3 separate regions of the Mus musculus genome follow, and regions 1 and 3 are each linked to region 2. Evidence: chromatin contacts called from public Hi-C data. All regions are on one chromosome and are shown on one strand. The core of a region is the stretch at or near the end of the contact, and the rest is flanking DNA. Distances in the headings are between cores, read along the strand shown. Region 1 overlaps Bnc2 (basonuclin 2). Region 2 overlaps Bnc2 (basonuclin 2). Region 3 overlaps Bnc2 (basonuclin 2).

Region 1 (4,756 bases), core at 1,326-3,825, 190 kb after region 2:
ATGGTCTTTAAAACAATACTAAGGTTGGACTGTTGTGGTGGCTGGACTTTTTTTCTTATTGGCATAAGCTGTAGCGTAAATAAGACCTTAACATTTTGGATGCCAGGTTACTCTTAGGGTTTTACCCTGTAGCTGTAATTACTGATCTTCTTTCTTCCTACCTTCTACAACCTACTGTCCTTTGCAACTGCTAGCTTTTGTATAACTTGTAATTCTAGCATCTTTCCAAGAGAATTTGAGTTTCTTCTGGTCCCATATAGCCACCCTTCATCCCATTGTGCTTGAGCTCTCTCTGGTTATTAGGAACCTTTTCTGAAGTCTAGGACTTCATTTTTCATGAAGCTCATTTCCTTTAATGGGAGTCTAAACTTTCGGGGGGTGGGGGTAGCAGTCTCCTTGTTTATTTGGATGATCACCTCTTCACCCAGCTTGTATATTTCAGAGTTTAGCTTATATAAAGAAAGTTATTTCTGTGTCATGGCACTTTTAGTTTTTACTCCAGGCAGATCTACTCAGTAATTGGTGGGTAAGAAGAGTTTTGTCTATGATAAAAAAAAATAATTCTATGTTTTCACATATAATATTCTTAATAGTTTTGTTTTAATAGGAATCCTTAGAACATCAAGGTTTTATAATGTACTTAAACTTTGCATTTGTCCATGTACTAGCATTGTAAATAAACGTCTGACGCAAAACAACAAAGTCGTTTTATTGGATGTACCTTTGTCATCATGTAGCAGGTTGGTTCACTCAGTTGTTTATGTAATTACATCATTGCCCAGGTCCTATTTTATTGTTGTTTTGACCTTTATTGGTCTTTGTGAATACACTGTGTCAGCATCATCCCACTTTACAAGTTAGGAAACTGAGGCAAAAAAAAAAAGATCTTCTTAGTTTTATTACACACATTGTTGGCTTAAAATTATTCATGATGCTTTACTGATCATGCGGACCACTTTAAAACCTTCCTGGCATGTATGGAACAACTCTTAATGAAAGAAAGTCATGAATTGGGAAAAGAGCACGGAAGGCTCTATTGGAGGGTTTAGAGGGAGGGAAGGGAACAGGAAATGATGTATAATTATAACCTCAAAACATTTAAGAAAAAAAATGTTTTTTAAGCTGTACAGTTTCTTTTACCAAACATTGAAGTGTCAGAGTTTTAAACTGCTTAGTTCTGTTTGAGAGCATAAAGGTTATTTCAATAATCTGGTGTTCAAATACCTTGGTAGAATTTCATTTTCTTCAAGGAAGGAGGAAATGTGGCTATGGAGGGGGAATCTGAGTGTCAAATCTTCTTCATGAGAAGGTGCCCATTCTTGTGCACATCACTAGATGGGTGTAAACAGAAGCGGGAGTAGGTCCCACATTAGTCTCTGCTTCTATTAGCATCAGTATCCTAAATATCCAGTGTGAGTTTTGTGGCGAGTACTTTTGGTGGAATTTGAATTGAACTCTGTAATGTGTGATTGGCTGTGTGATGTGGACACAGGAACATACAAGCTTTGTGGTGGAAAGCTTGTGCTGATGGCAGTGAGGTGGCATTGGAGGATACTGTCAGTCAGAGGTGGCATTTTTTGGGTGCTATGGGTTCAGATACCTCTTGCTTACCTTAGCAGGAGAAGGACTTGCGTTTCCTGCTGATGGGGTTTGGTTGAAAGCAAATCTAGCACCTTCCATTAGCATTTTTGAAAATGCTTTTTTGTTAAGTGAAGGGACTGATACTTCCTAGTGTTGTCTTCGTTGGTCTTTTTTTGTTTGTTTGTTTGTTTGTAGTTTTGGGTTTTATTGTTTGGTTGGCTGGTTGGTTAAGTTTTGGTGACAGATGGGTAGGTCTTACATTGGATCATCTGGAAGAAAGTATGATAATATTAGGCTCATGAAGAAATATAGCCATTCTCCCAAATTAAAGAAAGGCAAAGCACAGCTTGAGTGGGTAAGTGAGGTTTGCAGCTCTGTCACATGAGCATCGAATGTGACCGATGGCAGTAAGTCACCCAGGATTATATCCATTACTCAGTCAAACAATCTGATAACATTTGTAGAGCAGTTTGTTTACCTGGAAATTACCCTTGCACATTCTCCAGTCTGCAGTGCAATTTCTGACCTAGGATAAAAAGAAATTAATCCAGTTATAGTCCTTGTATTTAGAGATCTGGTGCAAACATCTCATTCTGAGCTCTACAGGTACAGTGTTATCCTGGTTTAGCGGCTGATACACTAAATGTTAGCATTAGTACAAGAAGAAAGGAGCATCAAAGGATGTTAGGGCCCCCTAGACTTCTTGCCTTTTATCACCTAGCTTTAATTTTCTAATGGTGGGCTAAATGGACCTCCTTGCTCTCATCTTCAAAAGGAAATTCTCCTTCTTGGTAGCAGCACCTCTAGGCAAAGGACCAAAAGGACAGAAAAGGAACCAGGATGAAGGCCTAGAAGGAGGCCCCTCTACCCAGTAAGGAAGTTGCATGTTTTTCTTATGTAAAGATGATTGATGATCTGTGGAAAATAAGAGTGGGCATTAAGGCAGCTTTCCTTACGACAGCTTGAGTGAGTGTGTGGCCAGAGCTTTCTTGATTAACAAAGGTCTTCCTGACCTTGGCAGTGACTCATAGCCTTGCAGGGATGAACAGTTCCTGAACAGTTCCTCCGGCATCAGAAGCACAAACAGGTCTTTTCAGCCATTTGTTAGAGAACAGTGGAGAAAGTGGTCTAAACTTCTTAGGACCTGAAAACAGAAGAGAGTATTGGAATCATCTCCATGCATGCTCAGTGTAGTTTCAGACTCTGAAATACAGGGCTGACCAGTTTAGGGGAGAAGCTTAAAACTAGGTCACCTGTTTATCAGAAATACATAAAATGGTTTTCCATATTTCTGAGGTTGAAGGTAGATGATGTTTTACTGAGTTTTACAACATCTTTTGTAAAATACCAAATACTGTTGCTTTCTCGGGCTAGATAACAGCATTTCTACTTTCTTGGCTAGAAATTTGACAGTACTTAGAGCCCCAGAGATGTTGACAGCCTATAGAGTGAATGTTTACCTAGACTGGTGACTTTGACTTATTCTCACTTAAAATTAAAGATCAAACTCATTTTCTATAACTAGGGGATGTACATCCCAGCAGCACACAAAGGTTCTGCTGGTCTTATTTTCTTTATAATTATTGAAGGGAGGGAAGGAAGGACGGAGAGGGAGAGAGAGAGAGAAACCTTTCATGGTTTACCTCAGATTTCCAGGTCTTTACTCTCTCAGCCTGGCCTGAGTCTACTATGTAAAAAGTAAGTAAATGAATAAAAACAAAAACGTTAGGAAACATTATAAGGTGGTATGCATTTGACATATGTCTGGTATCAGTGTTATTGAAACCTTTTGTAGAGCTCTGTGTGTATACACATGTGCAGTATGGTGTACTTGCTACTTAACATTAGAGACAGTGTTAAGACCCATGCCTTTGTGTTCTGAAGACCAGTTTCCCTGGGGAAAGTGGATGCGGTATATTTGCACAGCAATGAGTAGAAATACAGGTTACAACTTTAGGTGTAATGCTAAAGTTGACTTTAGTATTGAGGTGATATGTAAGAGAAGATACCCAGGCTAAGTATCTTCCTTTGTGAGATTTAGGCTGGAAGTAGAGATGGGCAGTGATGAATACAGATCAAGTAGACATTTGAGATACAGTTTAAATTTGCTGAACATCCAGAGCAGAAGTTGAAGAAAAGTATACAGTGCGGATAGCTAGCTCAGTATTCAGTGTTTGAACATGCACTTGGGCATAATGAACCAATAAATACTGAGAGTAGCACAGAATGATAGAATGATAAATTTGTGACTGGAATATTTTATGTATCAAGAAATGAGAGGGATTTCCTTCCTCTATCCAGGCGTCAGAGAACAAAACAGAGTGGGTGGTGTTCGGAATGTCTTACAGTGAAAAATTAACAAAAAATAAGCTTTGTTCCAAATGTTCATGACAAGAGGTAGACAGACCTGTGCTTCTTTGTGGTTTTGTACAGGTGACATGCCCTTCATCCAAAATGATTAGGGCCACAATGTTTGCAATTTAATTTTTTTTTTTAAATTTTGGAATATTTGCATCTTTGCCTTTTCCACTTAAGCATCCCTAATTCAAAGATCTTAAATCTGATTTCTTTCCAGATCCCCAAATTAGCATCATCAAATAGTTTCAGACTCTAGATTTAACGAAGAGAGGCTCAGTCTATAATAATAAAAGACTGTTCAGCTTTGTTATAAAATTACTGCTTTGCTTTGCTGAGTTCTTAGTTTAGCCTCGGATAAGTATAAGATCCTCAGTTGTTTTTATGACTCCCGTCATTGTATAAGAACAGACCATTTCTATACCCACTCTTGTTTACTGTGAGCCTGCTATGAGGAATTCATTGACTAGCAGACAAGTGCCACTGCCTTCAAGTGGAGGTCTATGACCAACTGCACTGCTGGATAGACAGTGACAAGTACTTAGTAGAAAGCACTGCAGACATTAGGGAAGAGATGAGACTTTTCCTTTCCAGGAGATCTGGAAAGCTCTATTGAGAATTTTTTCTTGGATCTCCTCTAGCAGGAGTAGGTAAAATTTCAACTTGCCAGATGGCATGGGTGCAGAAAACCTGAAGACGTGTAACAAACAAGACAGTTTGCCTTCAGTGTAGCTTAGGAAGAGTCCTAGGAAAGAAGCTAGTTATAGCTTGGACTTTGCTTGATAAATGAAGATCGTCCTAAATGCCGTTTGAGGTCTCT
Region 2 (4,972 bases), core at 740-3,239:
TTTGAAGATATTTTTTTTAATCATATTTTGGAAGCTGATTTTTCTACATATTTTGTACATGTTTGTGTGTTTGAGAAAGTAGCAAATAAAATCTTTACAGCTTCCTTCAAGAGAAGGTATAGTTTGATCTAATGGAAATCTTTTTAAGAAATTACACTGTACAGGTAATGGTGGTAGTACACTTTTCCCGTATTACCAGAGCTGTATACCTTTTATTATTGCCCAGGTATACTTAACCTGTTTCAAATAAAATGCAGATCCCTTAATAAGGTCTCTTTTCAGAGTAGAGTGAAATACTAAGTTAGAATTATAAATGATGCTGTGCATCATTATGGAGTAATTTAGGATTCACCCAATGATGTAACAAAATTAACAACATAATTTCATTGTGAAACTGTGTCTTATTAAAGAACAACTGTCTGACATTCTCTTACAGTTGCTTTATTTAACTTCATGCAAATATTATTAGTAGTGACATTTTTCTATTGTGTATTAGATTCTCTCATTAGCATGATGTGTTAGTTATCACCAGAGAAATCATTTTCTAGATAGGTGAGGGACAAAATCGAGAAGGCTAAAAATGAAATCAGTGATTTACATTAATACCAGACCATCTGCTCACCAGAGATAGGACAGAGTAAACTTTTTGACTAGTATAAAACCTAGCACTTCTCTGAGAAATGATTAAAAGATATATAAGCAATGTATAATAGCGTTTTTGGAATTCATTTGCAAGAGCACTCAATACAATTTTTTCTTCCAGTAGTCTTTTACTGCTTTCAGTTTGTGAGAACAAACCCAGTTCCAGTCATAGGATTTGTAGTTAAAATGGAAATGATGTGTGTTTTCTCTCCTGATTCCTAACCCTCCAAAAATAATTTGAACATCTCTAACAATTTTAAAGATTCACATATAGCATTTCTTGGTTGTCACGTATCTAAACTGTGTGCTGTGGCCAGGTTGTTCTTTGTAGTTCCTGCAATATGTTTTTATTCTAAAGCTTCTCCTCAAAACTAGACGTCCCTTCTACATAGGATGAATAGTCTTGTTTAATCAGAGCTAAGAGTAAAGCAGTTGATAGTTAATGGCCTTTGAAAAGGGCTTTCATTGAGAGGCAGCATCCATTTCTAGGTTTCCCTCTCTATTTTCCCCTTCTTCCTTTTTTAATATTTCCTTCTTATAGTTGGTGTATTTGGGTAATCACAGCTTACTTAAAAAGGATTAACTTGACCAGACTCACCCTTATGGTAAAATAGGTGTTTATATTTGGTGGCAAATAGTTTTTAGCTTGTTGAATTTGCATGCTGCCACCTCCGTTGTAGATCCTCTAGCTTGAGAGATGGTGTGCTTTGTTTGGAAATGTTAATGATAGGTACATACTGAAATTAAAATGTAATCCTTGACATTCATCTTAATACTGTAACACACAAGTAGGAATATTTGGATAATTGTCATAGCAGTATTGAATTAGAAATTGTAGTAACGAGGTGAGTACCTGTGTGTCAGCCTTTGCTTCCAACTTGGTGTTAACATGCAGACTTCACTTAACAGCTCTGTGTACTGTATAATGAACTGGGAATGTAGTAGGCCTTGTATGTATGATACCCTGTGTGTGTTTTATTGTAATTAAGTATGTACAAATAGATCCTCAGATGTGTATACACATGTATAAACTCAGTCACCAACTTAAAACTAATTTCCAACATATAGCACTTAAAATGAATGTAAGCACAGTTGGAGATCATTTTGAAATTATTTTTTCAATATTTCTGTTATCTGTAACCAAGTAGCTTTATAGAGGTTGATTACTATAACAGGACAGACTTAGGCTTCCAACACAACATAGCTTCCTACACCTATGTCAGGGATAAGAGCCATGACAATTCTTCCCTTATTAATTACATGCTGAGCAGGGCATGTCTGGGAAGTTGGGACAAAAGTGAATGGGTCACAGCCAAGGCAGGATTGCAAGGATTCCAGTGATAGTGAAAGCATTCAAGTTTGCCAGGTCGCTGTGACACGGGAGCTGATTCCAAAGGAACAGCCCGTTACAGATAGTGAGATGGCGTCACAGACTTCAGTGAAAAACAAAACCCTAGGGTTTCTTCTTTCCCAACTTCTACATTGCACACACTTATTTAAAGGGAGACGCAGTGGGCCTTGCTCTGGTCAGTCTTCACTTAGCACGTGTAGGTAATGCCTGTCTGTGGCTAACTTGGTCATGAGGACTAGAATATATATAAAAAAAAAGTATAAGGAGAGGAAATTGGAACTTGCCTTTACCCTGTATTCATAAGTCAACTACAGGGGTGAAATTGTTTTAGGCGGAGACTGCTTTCCCCCAGAGTGTATAGAGAGAGCTCTGTGCAGTAAGGAAAACTGAATCGGTGAGTCGTGGGAGACCTTTTTCAGTGAAAGTCATTTTCTCTAGGACTCACTGTTCGTTGTTGTTGAAAGAACATGGAATATAATGGTCCCAGGAGTTCCTTCCTTTGGAAGGGTTAGCATCTACTGTGATGTGTGTGGAGGCATGAGTTCTGCTCCATGTGCCTTTCATGACACATGTTTGCTGATCACTAACTAGGCTTTGGCCAGAAGAGTGTTTGGGGTTGTGGGGAATGATTGATGTCGCGCACATCTGCCAAAGCTGATGCCACTCTTATTTCCAGGGGAGCAGCTGGTGTCCACATTTTGCGAGGTTCCCCTCATCCTCTGAAGCACCTGGGATTAGAGGCAAAGGGGAGTCAAATACCCTCTCGAGGAACTTTGACTTCTCATAAGCTTAAGAGAAATAAAGGAAAAGGGGCAGAGTGGGAGCAGCAGCCTTTAGGTCCTGTTGTGGAAACAAGATAAGCAGCAGGAGAATCCTGGAAGACAAGCTGGTCAAGATGCAGAGGAGGTAGGAGGAAAATCGTCCTGGGGAGAAGAAAGCATGTGCTATGACATCACTAAGATCATGTTGGAGCTGTGGCTGGGGCCACATCCCCCCCCCCCCCCAGCCTGACCTGTACCGCATCTCCCTCCCTGGGCTTAAAAGGAAGTTTAGAGAATAGGAAAAAAAATAAAAGTATTGATTCTTTTTTTTTTTTTTTTCATACCTTCCCTGTAGGAAACCTCACAGACTTCACAGTGTACACTCCACCCTCCGGTGAAACATTTATGACTGGACTGGACTTGGGCGAGGGCAGAGTGCAGTGTTCTCTCGATGGGGCACAGCATTTTGTGCCATGGGGTTCGGGCATGAGAGAGTGTTGTCTCCTTCTGCAGTCAGAGCCCTCCTTAGTGGGAGCACTGCGGGCAAACAATGCCTTACTCAAACCAGGGAGTTCAGAAATCAAATTCTCCGCTTATTAATCATCATTCTAATTAAGAAAAAGAATCGATCCTTTAACAACAATATAATATCCTTTTGTTTTTCTTTAATTAAGCCCATCAGTTTTTCATTTCTCTCCGTAAAGGAAGAATAATGTTGAATTGTAGGAAGCTACTCATTGAAACCACGGATTCCCTTGAGCACAGCTGACATCTTATTTACCCATCCTTAGGAACTGTAATGTTCCTTTGCTGCTGTCTTTAGTGTTTGGTCAGAGAAGGGTGTTGAGTTATGACTCTTGTTCTTCTTTGGCTGGTACACATTTACCTAATGGCCTTAGGACAAGGTTAGTTTGTTCTTATTCGCCGTTTCCTTTTTCATAGAGTTCATTTCTCTCTTCTACCTTTGTTTCTCTCACTATACAATCGCCTCCTTAGTTTTATTGCCTCTCTTTTGCCTAATGCAACAGAATTAAAATGCGCTTGAAAGTAACAACCATTGAATCAGGCATCCTTTTGCCAATCTGCCATTCTGATAAGTGCAGGAATGTGGAGCTATCCTCACATATGCACATGTCAGTGACAGGGCTATCCTTGTTTTACTACCTACTATGGATGAGTATTTTAAATCAGGGGTGGCTGCACACCTAGGGCTTCTCACTCAGATGTGCTACTGATAGATGTTCAGTTTGACCCTTAACCTGTATGAGAAAGATGGAGGCAAAGAAAATTTGCTTCCTTTTCTCTAGAAGCTGTTCTTAGATTTATCATTTTATTATAGACTTGGACTTAACACCACACAAGGATATCTTCTTAGAAGTAGGAACGGTATAAAGATCAGGGTGACCATCAGGAGGTGTGCCCGAGGTAAACTGCAGCTAGTAAGAGCTCAGACATTGAAAGGAACAATTGAAATGGTAGCAGGGCCAGTATAAACATGCTATTAGGAAACAGATATTTAAAACATCTGTCCTACATGTGGGGATTCATCATTGTTTTGTATGTAATACATTTAACTCATTGTCTTAAAAAGGCATGGAGTTTGTTAAAAATAACAAGATCAAAAACATTTTTGTAAATTGGAAAGATAGGACTTCTGGTATTTCACCTGTGTGTTTGTATGTGACTGCTGTGGATTTTTTCAACTTTATTAAGGTGGCTATTAGTTCTCCAGACAATTCTTTAGGATTTACATTTGATGATCATTGTGTCTGAACTGGGGGTTTGAAAAAGAAAAACTTCAGGATAATGAGTATTTTACCTGACAAAAATAATTACTTTCAGCTGGCTTAACATAATAACAAAACTAATATTAAAATGGGAATCTCCATTAGCAGAGTTTTAATAATGTTTGTTCTCTTCTTCCATTACAATGACAAGCAAGGAAGATGTCACTGAGGTATGCCATTAGGAGGGCTGTGTGGGACACGTGAGTAGGCATGAGAAAGGGCATTCCACTGATGTGCCCTCTGCCAGGGTCAGGGTTGCTGCTCTGTAAGGTGCTGCGACATTACATTATGAGTTTGTTCACGAGAGTTCCCTTCAGTGATGATGCCTGCAAGCATGAGGATTTTTGACCTCCTGTCGAACCTAATGCAGACTCAGCTAGGATACTAGGGCAATACGTAATACTGTTTTCACTTTGCCCTTTTCTTTTTTA
Region 3 (4,728 bases), core at 243-2,742, 130 kb after region 2:
GATCCTGTGACACATGAAATGCAAGGACAGTAGAGTTAAGTTAGAGTCATTTACCATCCTACTTTATGATTTACTATGCTGCGAGCCTTATTGCTTATATAGGTCACTGTTTACAGCATTTCTTGTAAAGATTTAATTTTAAAAGAATATGTGTGTGCATACATCTCACACACACACACACACACACACACACACACTATTGCAGTTGGAGTGGAAGACTATGAGTTCCGGTGCTTGTGGAAGCCAAAACAGGACACTGGATCTCCCCAAGTTGGAATTACAGGCAGTTATGAGCCTTCCTACGTGGGAGCTGGGAATGAAACTTGGGTCCTCTGCAAGAGTAGTGTGTGTAGTTACCTGCTGATCCACCTCTCCAGCCCTACTTCTAAATCTTGTATAATCAGCAGAAAGTGATTTTTGTTCTCAGTCTCATTAAGTTTGCATTCTCCCCTTTTACTTAATAGGTCTTCGTAGACTAGAGGCCCTTACTTAAATGGAAAGTATAAAATATCCACCAAAAAAAAGTTGTAGTTTTTTTTAATGTAAGTGTACATCACATAGATGTTGCTGGATTTCCTGTTTTTATTTACTAAACTCATAAATGTCAATTAAGTTTCTATTAAGACTCAGTATGTAAAATGAAATTTTAACCTAGGATCCAAGGCATTCTATAATCAAAACTCTTGGTTATGTTTGTCTTACATTTTGAATCAGGCGCTCTTGGAATTCTGTTTACAAATTCCACAAGTTTATTGTAGACATGGTGCCTTATAAAGACTTGAACAGGACAGATCAAAGTCAATACTTCCATATGAGAGGTCAAATGTCTTTATTATTTGTCTCAGTCTGTGTTAAGCTTACAATTTATGTAAATATCTATGAAAGGAGTTTGCCATCAGCCCCTACCTATCTTGTGTCTCCGTAGCTGTGGCTCATCTTCCTCAGCCAGTTTTCTTCTTCACATTGGAAAGTCTCCCATCCTCAGCAATAAAATGTCTGAAGTGTCTGTGCTCTCCTGTTCATTCTGAGAGACTTGACAGCACTGTCTGGAATCATGTATAGACTTCCCAGGATACATAGCACACTGAGAAGAAAACCGGACTTTCCTTTGTTACAGGAAGATAATGTTCTCACATATTCACCCACAGCACAGCTCTGGCCTTACTCTAACTGACATGGAGAAGGTCTGTCAGCAATTGTACTTTGGAAGAACATTTTTAGCAGGTGTTTAGGACTTGGTGAACTGTAACAGCACACTACTAGGCTGGGTGCTTCTTAGCATAGTGCAGTGATGATAGTCTGACCAAAGGTGGAAGGTTGGCCATTTAAGAAAATGCTTCTAGATTGTTACAGTGTTCCAGAACCTGGCTGTGCCTAGCCTCAGATCCTTTCCTTAGAGGAACCAGCTTTTGCTGTCCCGGCATTCTGTTCTGCTGTCTCCATGAGGAAAGTCCTTGAACATTTCTGTACTTGCTTCACTTGAGTGAAAACAAAGCCATTTCCTGCCTGGCACAGGAGACTGTTGCTTGACCTGGGGGCACAGTGCCCTCTCCTGCCTCTCTCCTCTCCTCCCTGATTGGAGCTGATAAGCCATAAAGGGAGGACATCCTGATGTAAAGGCCTGTGCTTGATTAATGGCTCTGGCTGCTCTCTCATCGCATCCCTCAGCTGCGGGTTCCCTTGCTTTCTCAGCCTACCCACCTTCTGCATGTTGCTTTAAACTCCTTCAATTTTCTTTTAGCATCGTTCAAACAGTGCCTCCTTTTCAAAGTCCTGGGCCATCTGCCTGCTAGCTTCTCAGATATGTTGTCACGTGATGCAGGATGAGTGTTGCAAGATCTTGTGTCCTAAGTACTGTCAGTGCTGATTTACTGGTCAGGGGCTTCCTGGGTGAAACTGACGTTTTCAGAACTCTCTTTCTCAGACTGTGACAAAGCTCTACATCAGTTAAAGGGAGGATGCTAGAGAGAGAGTTAAAGGGACAGCTGTTGAATAAGGAGCTTGCAGCTTGTTCTAGCTCTGACTGTTGGAACCATTTCCAGGTTATTTAATTAAGTTTTTCTCATTTTTTTTTTCTGTGAAGATATCTATATGATTTGTACATAGTAAAAGCCTGGTGAAGTGTTAGTTGTTTTAATTACTGAATCAAAATAACAGATATATCAAAGTTGACTAGTTAAAAGATAGCTGTAGGCAGACTAATGTATTTCCTGTGTTCTGGTTCTTTTATGTGCAAATTCAAATAATAATAGGAATGCGCCTAAATATCACAGTGGCTTGAAGGAAGATAAAATGAGTGGGGAGTTACCCTAATGTTCTGGCATAAGCATTTTAGCTCAAATCCTATGTAGTCAATGCGGTAATTCTAAACATGAACAGTCATGAGACTGTCTAAGAGTTTTAGCCCTTGGGAGGTAGAGGCAGGAGAATCAGCCATTCATGGTCATTCTCAGCTTCATGGTGAGTTTGAGCACAGCCTGGAATACTTGAGACCCCATCTCAGAGACAAAAACAGAGTCTTTCAAAGTGCAGTGTGGAAGGGGGTGTGCTTCAGAGTGGAGTTTTGTACCGGTTTATCTTGGCTGTGAGGCCCAGAGCTCTTCAGGGGCAGTCTCCTCGTCCAAGAACTCTAGGGCAGCTGTGTGGGCCTCATTTGAACAGAAGCAGAGACAAAGTTACTCCAGACAACTTTATCCCAGACCACTGTGAAGTCTCACTAGAGCTTCCCGGTTTTTGAGAAGTAGAGAGCAGTGCATTATGTGTTGAAAACCAAAGAGATTAAACTGAGGAAGAGCTGCCCTTGCTTATCTTCACACCTCTCCTTCTGCGTGTGAATACTTTGATAGGCTCACTACTTTATCATTTTATTGCATTTTATTACATCATAAATTTTTATATCTTGCTAACGATCCTACAGGAAGCTTAATTGTTTATAGGAACATCTTAATTAACTAGAGTTCACCATGTTAAGCGGAACACAAATTGAAGGGGTGATAAATGAAACACCCTCCGTTCCTCTCCTTTTATCGGATGCACTATTCACATAAACTAGCATCTTCCCCCAGGTTGTAAGGACTGGTTCCTAAGCATTCTGTGCTGATGCTCCCCACCATTCTCTCTCTACTGGACCATAATGGCTGACTTCCTCCAACCTCCCTCTACTCCTCTATGGAACTGTGATCAGAGAAGAGTACTCTCACAGAGAATTCTGACCTGTATGCTGTATGCTGAGGGTCCTGAAATACTGTTTTTGCATCCCATTCTTTCCTAAGTACTTGCCTTCTTCAGATCATCCCAAAGCAGATTACTGTGTGCTAGAAAGTGAATCCCCGAGCAGATGATATGATAAGCGGGGGGGGGGGGGGGGGGTGGGTGTTGTTGCTGGTAAGAGGTCCAGTAGCTCTCTCATGGTCTCCTTTTTGGCTCTCTAGTAGAAATGGAATCCCCACGTTGACCTTTCGGCTTTCCTGACTTGTTGATGATGAATTGGTGACGGTAAACATGGGGTCTCAAACCTGTCTACCTTAAAGGACAGTTTATCTGGCCTTCGATTTAGTAGGCCAACAAGTGTGAAGGCAATTCTAGGCCTGGCTGTTGAAGAAAAACACTTCTTTTGAGCCCTTGAAATAAGGCAAGTTCAAGCTCAGATGTGCTGTAAGTGTAAACCAGATTTTGGAGAGCCTGTCTTAAAAAAAACTAGGTTGTAAAATTATCAGTAAGAAGTATTCTGTCTAGTTACATACCAGCATCTCTGTTAGATCTAAGAAAAATTTCTAAAGTTGTATCATGTTTGCTTTTTTTACTTTCCTCAGTGAAAATTGAAAAACTTTTAAAAAGTATGTTGAGGCCTGGGGCTGTAGTTCAGCTGGTACTGGTCTTGCTTGCCCTGCACAAAGTACTAGATTCCCCAACACCACATAAAGCAGGGCAAGTCTACAATTCCTGTGCTCAGGAGGTAGAAGCTGGAGGATCGATTGTTCAAGGTCATCCTTCCTCTCATAGTTAGTTCAAGGCCAAACTCTAGAATCCTCTTTCTATAGCCATGCTGTGATAGGCTATCTGTGCATAACATAAACTTAGATAACCCAGTCTTAGGTTGAAAATGGATTACTAGCAGAGTGGTTAGAACTGATCGGACAACCAGAAAGCCTCAGTTCAGGCTCTAGTCTCTCTTTGGTCACTGTGAAGTCTCCCTAGAGCTTCCCATTGTAGCATTTCCACAGTATGGGACTTGTGTGGCCTTTCCTGTGGTACCCTGTTCATGCCTGAGGAGCAATTCCCCACTGAGTGTCTCCTACAGGAGGCAAGTCTCCCTGTGAAGCCACCCTCCTACTGTGCCAGGGAGCCAGGAGGGGACACTTCATCTTTATGATGCTCTGGTATCAGAAGCCCTAGCTTCTGTGTGTTATGTGAGACAGTGGTTTATGGAAATTTATTTTTCTGTAAGTCTCTGATCTCTGGTTGCCTGCGTCTTTAGCAGAAGCCCCTTGCTGTGGCCTGCAAGGCTGCAGGGTCCTTATCTGAATTCCCATTTTTTAATTCGTTTCTCTTTTGAGTCTTCACTCTGATTTTTCTTTTAATTTTTCTCTGAATCTTTAGACAACAAAGTAAGTGAGAGCGGTATAGAAGGTTTTATAGCTCCACTACCTAGGAAGTACATTTTAAAGACATTAACTTTGCTCGATCATTAACAGATGTTGGTCCTTTTGTTCTATTTAGAAGTTGTAG

What was found. A called contact is a pair of places that touch in the nucleus more often than the background predicts.
Region 1: a contact with region 2 is called in a Hi-C map of uterus, with 4 times the contacts expected there. The contact joins two enhancer-like sites. A contact is called at or near these places in 10 of 484 Hi-C or Micro-C datasets (embryonic fibroblasts, granulosa cells and uterus) and 2 of 9 other capture datasets (embryonic trunk and pancreatic islet).
Region 3: a contact with region 2 is called in a Hi-C map of uterus, with 3 times the contacts expected there. The contact joins two enhancer-like sites. A contact is called at or near these places in 1 of 15 datasets of contacts at CTCF or cohesin (the NIH/3T3 cell line), 11 of 484 Hi-C or Micro-C datasets (embryonic fibroblasts, granulosa cells, muscle stem cells and 2 more) and 1 of 9 other capture datasets (adipose tissue).

Annotation. Positions count from the first base shown.
Region 1 is chr4:84,350,655-84,355,410 of GRCm38.p6, reverse strand. The region is part of intron 5 of Bnc2 (basonuclin 2); the gene reads left to right. Among named protein-coding and RNA genes, the nearest start is that of Gm33597, 130 kb to the right of the region's middle. Within about 2 kb of position 2,575, at least 6 of the 459 cell types and tissues checked have an H3K27ac peak or open chromatin away from gene starts, as enhancers often do. A contact at or near this core is called in granulosa cells and uterus, where this site is marked.
Region 2 is chr4:84,537,813-84,542,784 of GRCm38.p6, reverse strand. All of the region lies in intron 3 of Bnc2 (basonuclin 2), which reads left to right. Among named protein-coding and RNA genes, the nearest start is that of Bnc2, 140 kb to the left of the region's middle. Within about 2 kb of position 1,989, at least 19 of the 459 cell types and tissues checked have an H3K27ac peak or open chromatin away from gene starts, as enhancers often do. A contact at or near this core is called in adipose tissue, granulosa cells, muscle stem cells and 1 more, where this site is marked.
Region 3 is chr4:84,404,520-84,409,247 of GRCm38.p6, reverse strand. All of the region lies in intron 4 of Bnc2 (basonuclin 2), which reads left to right. Among named protein-coding and RNA genes, the nearest start is that of Gm33597, 190 kb to the right of the region's middle. Within about 2 kb of position 1,492, at least 31 of the 459 cell types and tissues checked have an H3K27ac peak or open chromatin away from gene starts, as enhancers often do. A contact at or near this core is called in adipose tissue, granulosa cells, muscle stem cells and 1 more, where this site is marked.